Linked DNA regions of Mus musculus: region 2 is linked to region 1. The links are chromatin contacts, called in public HiChIP or PLAC-seq maps. All regions are on one chromosome and are shown on one strand. Each heading gives the region's core, a stretch centred on a gene start, on an enhancer-like site or on the middle of the called end of the contact. The rest is flanking DNA. Distances are from core to core; before and after follow the strand shown. Region 1 overlaps Ppard (peroxisome proliferator activator receptor delta). Region 2 overlaps Fkbp5 (FK506 binding protein 5).

Region 1 (3,013 bases), core at 348-2,847:
CAGCAGCTCTATCCGCTGAGCCATCTTTCCAGCCCAACTTTGAGCTGATCTTCTTGCCTTTAGCTCCAAATCCCTAAGATTACCGTGTATAGCACCACACCCAGTTTTTGTGGTGATGTCGCTCAAACCAAGGGCTTCTCCCAGGCAGGCAAGCACATTTCCAACCCCATATGGCAATTTGAAAGATATACTTTAATGCATGTGTGCCTGCGTGTGGGCGCATGTGTACCTGTGTGTGGGCACGTGCACGCATGTTGAGTGTGGGTGACTTCAGGCCAGAAGAGGACTGGAGCTGGGGTAATAGGAGATTGAACCACCAGACATGGTTGCTGGAAATCAAACTCGGATCCTCAGAAGAGCAGCAAGCGCTCTTCAGCACTGAGCCGCCTCTCGCCATCCTTTCAGATGGCGCTTTGTGAAATTCTGATGGTGTGTCGTTAGAACAACTTAGAAGCATCACTCTCTTGCCAAAGATCCTCTTAAGACCCAAGGCCCTGGAAACTGACTTCAATGGACACTCAGCCCAAGCTTGCTCTTTCCCTGCCTGCCTGCTGGAGCCCAGGCCCCAGAGCTGGCCATCCACAGCGTCTGAGTGGATAGCTGGGTCAGTAGGCAGGTGTCCATTTGGACACCTGTCTTTTCTTCCCTTGGATGACCCAGAGCTCAGGCCTCTAAGGAACCAAAGAGCTTTGCTGGAGCTATTTTCGGGGTCCTACCTGAAGCAGGCAAATCCCCACGCCCCTCAGTCCATCTGTACCTTGCACCCCTCGCACGCGTGGACCCCGTAGTGGAAGCCCGAGGCCTTGTCCCCGCACACCCGACATTCCATGTTGAGGCTGCCGCCTGAGGCCCCATCACAGCCCATCTGCAGCTGGTCCAGCAGGGAGGAAGGGGAGGAATTCTGGGAGAGGTCTGTGAAGACAGGACGGAGGGGCAGTTAAACAATCAGCTACCAGGCCTACAAGCCAGGTGGGGGAAGGAAGAGCTGCAGCCTAGAGCTCAGCTGAAGAGCTCAGCAGCCATGGGCTGTGTGACTGGGGAAAAGCTTCAAGGGCCCAGCCTCCTCTCCAGTTCAGGGTCGGGGGAAGCCCCGCTAGGCAGGCAGCTGAGCAGCTGCCGCTCACAGCCTCCCTGACTGGGAGAGGAGGGGGCCTGGTGGGCTTTGGGTAAATAGCATCTTCAGTGGGTCCCGGATGATGGTGGGGTGGAGTGTGTCTGTTGGGAACTGTGGGGGTGCGGAGCTCCGCCCAGCTGGCTCCCATCCCAGGAGTTCAAGTCTCTGTGGACCCCAGGGTTGCTGTCAGGACTCTCCCAGAAGTCCTGCTGGAGTGAGCTCAGGTGCAGCACCAGCTTGCCCTGTTCTACTGCGTACACAGAGGTTTGGGCTGAGGTTTCAAGGCTGGCAAGGACAGTGGGAGGCTGTAACTGCACGGTCACAGGGATGGACCTGCTGTCACACAACTGTCTAGACGCCAGCGAGCCTCTTCTGAGTCTACTTTGAGATTTAAGGAGGAGACAAGCGATGAGACTGGCTTCACAGTACTACCCATCCACTTCCGTTTGCTGGCCTTACTTACAGTCTGGGCTGGCTCCTGGGGCTGCAGACTCACTTCCTCAGAGACAGGCACCAACTCCCCAGACCAGTGAGAGACACTCAAGCAGGAGAGAGACCACAGCCACGTGATCAGCGCAGACCAGCACTCCCAGCCTGTACACTGGCCACAGCAGGGGAACTCAGGCAGCAAGGGACCATGGGGGCTATAGCCATCCCAGACGCTAAAGTTTGCGTGTGTTACATAAGGTCATAAGTGGCCTGGAACCCTAGTTCAGGACGACTGTCATTCCAAAGGTATAAATGCCCTCCGGCCCCAGCTGAGGAGAGCTGATCCCCTCATTTTCTCTGGCAGGCCCTCCTGGAGGGTAAAGCAGCTTTGGACTTCCTGGTAGTTTCACCAAGGGATGGGGATGGGGTCTGTGCGTTCTCATGTGGGCACACTGACGCCCAAGGCTGAGAAGTTGTGGATACCAAGCTCATGGCAAGCTCCCCAGCTCTCTGGGTCTGTGCTCTCCACGGCAAGCCCCTCCTGTGCAGGCAGGGCCAGGAGAAACCCGGTACAGCCTCTTGTCTCCCCACATCCATGGCTGTCCTGGAGTGCTCTCTGGCTCGGGGATGGGGTGGGGTGTCTGTACACCTCCAGAACCCTGTGATTAGCCAAGATAACCAGGTCCTACTGGCTACCCGAGGTAGGCCAGGGGAATTACTACCACAGAGAAACAGGCCCAGCTCACCAGTGAGTGGTGGAATGCCTCAGCTTGAGTGAGGGCTCCAAGCCATGTGTAACTTGACACACAAGGCCAGAGAAGCAGGACCTGTGGGGACGGGTATGGCGTCATCTGAGTATGTGTGCTGAGTGGATAGAAATAGTGTCTGGGTGGCTTTTCCAAAAACAATGTTTCTGCTTCTTCCTGGCTGGCCACTGGCTTGAGGATTTGTCCTCATACCACCACAATATCACACCCAGGAGAATGACCCCACTGCAGGCACAGCTCCTGGAGGTGATGGTCCTGTGCCTTCTCTGTTACACCCTGATCAGAGTGTGGCAGATCGGTGACTGCACAAGTGGACGTTGGGATTCTATAAGACCCTTCTTCACACAGAACACTGCCCCAAGCTCTTCAGGGCGAGGGTGCAAAAGGTTGGGTCTGCTCTGTGGGCACTATTTTCCCTTCCTGAATTCTCTCTTTCCTCTTTTTTTTTTTTTTTTTGAGACAATAGCTCTTGTGACCCAGGCTAGTTTTGAATTTACTATGTGACTGAGGTCAGCCTTGAACATGCATGCATGTGTGTGTGTGTGTGTGTGTGTGTCTGTGTGTGTGTGTATCACTCCTCACTGTTGTCTTTTTTTCTTTTATTTTCTTTTTGAGACACAGTTTCTCTGTATAGACCTGGTTGTCCTGGAACTAGATTTATAGACCACACTGGCCTCAAACTCAGAGATCCTCCTGCCTCTGC
Region 2 (3,148 bases), core at 544-3,043, 130 kb before region 1:
AAATTGCCACTGTTTTCTCTGCTTTCAGATTAGTCATTAAGTAAATACTTATATAGGGGTCCTGAGCTGTGTGCTAAGTGTTGTGGCATACAAAGGCAGTGTGGAGCTCTGGGCTGGCCTGCTGGGACTCTTCCTTGTACTTGACAACTGTGTGGGACAAAAGTGCATTCTTACAGGGATCCTAAAGTGTTCATTGGAGGGCACCTCCCTACTAATGTGAGGAATAACCCTGTATGTTGTTCCCTGAGTTCATCTCCACACCCACACGTAATGCACTGCTTGCCTATGAACAGATGAATGAATGAAATGCCAGCTCTGTTCAAATGCTTTAATGTAGCGCCTGTCTTCTTTTTTCTCTTTTACAATTAAAAAAAAAAATCAGTTGTATGCTTATGCATGCTTTACCTGCGTGTATGTCTGTGTACCATATGTATGACTGGTGCCTGAGGAGGGCAGAAGAGGGCATCCTATCCTCTGGAACTGGAGTGATAGGTAGTTGTGAGCCACTTGTGGCTGCTAGGAACTGAACCCAGGCCCTCTCTACAAGAGCAACAAGTGCTAACAGCCAAGCCATCTGTCCAGCCCCTTTGTTTTCTTCAGAGACAAGGTCTCCTGTCACTAAGGCTGGCCTTGAAATACTGGTCCTCTTGCCTCTCTCTGCCTCTTGAGTTGAGTGATAATCCCCCAAAGTGCCCGTGCCACTATGCCCACTCTAAACTCTTAGTTATTTACTTTGTGTGGGTCTGGGACTCATACCTCGTGCTTCAAGAGTGCGGAGTAAGCACTCTACTCTGAGTCCTATCACCAAGCTCCTCAGTACTTAAAACTCCCTGTTGTTGTTGCTGCTATGTGTGTTTGCTTGAGAACAGGTCTCACCAGGTAGCTCTCAACCTCCCAGCTCTTTATGAAGCCCTAGCTGCTCTCAAACAGGCTGGGATCCTCTTGCCTCTGCTTGCCAGACGCCACTACACTTAGCTTTGGAATGCTTCGCTTCTGCTAGCAGTTTCAGGCTAGCCAGGATCATCTCACCAACGGAGGAGAGACCACAGACAGAGTTGTTAGGCGGCAGAATGACACTGGCTAATGTTGAGGTGTGCTCAAGTCCTCTGCTGTTGTAAAAGGAAGAGCAGTTAAGATCATAAAAGCCATTCCAGTAGTCAGGACCCGCGCCTGCCCTGGGCTAGGGTCTGGCTCGCAGTGCACCCTTCCCCTGAGTTAGAGCAGGAAGGGAGGCTGTGTGGGGGGAGTCTGAGCACCATGCCTGACAGGAATGATGTCCTTGTGGTCAGTGGTTAATGTACCTCGCTGCTTTACAAGAGTCCCGGCTTGCCTTCTTGGGGCATAATAACATCCACTCTCCTGGGAACCCTTGCCCAGTGTCATTGACTGGTCCCACCCTGGGTTCTGCTAGCCAGATGACCAGTCTTTCCTAGTAGTGATGCCATTACAACACTGCCGTTCAGAGCCCATCACCCAGTCTTTGGGGACGAGTGCAGAGCTATCAGACACCAGCTACTATAATTAGAAAAGGGAAAGCAGGCGCTCACCGAGCTCACATCTTAGGCTGGGGCATTTACAGCACTTTTTTTAAAAAGTTGCAGCCTCTTCCTCAGTTTTGCTTCCTGAAATACAAGCTGTACAGTTTTGGGGTTCTCACATTTCAGTTTTTGTTACTGCTGTATGCTCCCCACCCCCATTTTAATCGGAGAACAAATTGCTGTCAGCACATCGAGTTCATGTGCCAGCCACATTCAGAACAGGGTGTTCTGTGCTCTTCAAAACAAAATTGCTCTAGGGCAGTAAGAGAACAATAAGTCAGAGCTCAGTTTAAGTGATGTCTGCAGTGACCAGACTCACTTGATGTGCTTACACTCTGGATTGCACAGCTGAACTTGGCTAGTTTGGTTTGCTTTGACTTTGTGGGGTTTGTTGGAGTACCCCCCTTACAGGTTACATAGACTTTTAAGTCAAGAGAAAATATTGCCAGTTTTAAACTTGTTTGTTTCTCTTTACCAAAAAAAAAAAAAAAAAAATCCCTAAGAAAAGCCTCCTGTGTGCACTTGTGTTCACTTGGAGACCATTGTAGATCATTTGCTTCCTGTAAATCATGCTGGATGAGATTAGCAGCAGACCTCCTGAGCCCTAGAGGCTGAGCTCCCGAGTGAGTCATGGTGGCTTGTATTAAATATTTATGAAATGAGTATTTGTGCTATGGAATACAAAGTCAAAAGCACCCACAGGTCTTCCAGAGTCAGAGCAGGGGAAGTGGGATTACTAGGAACCGGGCGCCTCTGCATGGATCCGCTCAGAGCAAGTCCTTACTGTGCAGAGGCCTGCCAGGGCCCTGGTGCTGCGAGCTCTCGTCAGCAACCTTGCAGGACTTGTCACACCAGTGTTCAGAAGCCAAACAATCCAGCCTGTGGTGACCTTTCTCCATGTACATGGAGACAATCATGGGCTGTGTTTACCAGCTCTGACCCTTCATTTTTCCTGACTTAACATTCCATCATGTCCTGAAGTGATTGGTGCATGCATGTATGTGTGAGGAATCGGGAATGTCACCTAAGATCTCTAATTTGTATTATTATGTATGTAAGTGTGCACGTAGAGTGAGAAGAAATGATTCCCCTCTTCTACCACTGACGCCCAGGTAATAAGATTGGGACATCAGGTGCAGGCAACCTTGGGCTAGCTGCTGATTTTCCAGACACAATTGGACAACTTAAAAAATCCACGTAACTCCATGTTCTAGGGCTCTGATGCCCTCTTCTGACCTCTGTGGGCACCTGTACATGCATAGCATATAGTCAAACACACACGTATGTAAATTAATAAAACCTTTTTTTTTCCTTTTTAGATTTTTATGTGTATATCTTTTTTTGTCTGAATGTATCCATGCAGTGCCCATGGAAGCCAGAAGAGGGCATTAGACCCCAGGAGCTGGAGGCACAGACAGTTATTACAGTTACTGGCTTCCATACAGATGCTAGGAATGGAACCCCAGCTCTGTGGCACAAGCAGCAGGTTCTCTTCCCCACTGTCTCCAGCCCCAGCAATTGCCTTCCTGCTCTGCCTTTGTCACATCCTGACTTTCTGGTTACTTTTTGCTTTCTTCTGACATTCATTCATCTTTCCTGCACACAGCGAT

Evidence for each region. HiChIP or PLAC-seq counts read pairs in DNA pulled down with a chosen protein or histone mark.
Region 2: a contact with region 1 is called in an H3K27ac HiChIP or PLAC-seq map of microglia, with 2.7 times the contacts expected there. The contact joins two enhancer-like sites. A contact is called at or near these places in 1 of 115 datasets of contacts at active chromatin or transcription factors (microglia) and 2 of 9 other capture datasets (liver and pancreatic islet).

What each region holds. Positions count from the first base shown.
Region 1 is chr17:28,293,240-28,296,252 of GRCm38.p6, reverse strand. It overlaps Ppard (peroxisome proliferator activator receptor delta), which reads right to left. Exons shown (of 8, transcript NM_011145.3): 4 at 758-912. Among named protein-coding and RNA genes, the nearest start is that of Fance, 19 kb to the left of the region's middle. Within about 2 kb of position 1,597, at least 86 of the 459 cell types and tissues checked have an H3K27ac peak or open chromatin away from gene starts, as enhancers often do. A contact at or near this core is called in microglia, where this site is marked.
Region 2 is chr17:28,418,941-28,422,088 of GRCm38.p6, reverse strand. All of the region lies in intron 5 of Fkbp5 (FK506 binding protein 5), which reads left to right. Among named protein-coding and RNA genes, the nearest start is that of Gm22146, 26 kb to the left of the region's middle. Within about 2 kb of position 1,793, at least 132 of the 459 cell types and tissues checked have an H3K27ac peak or open chromatin away from gene starts, as enhancers often do. A contact at or near this core is called in microglia, where this site is marked.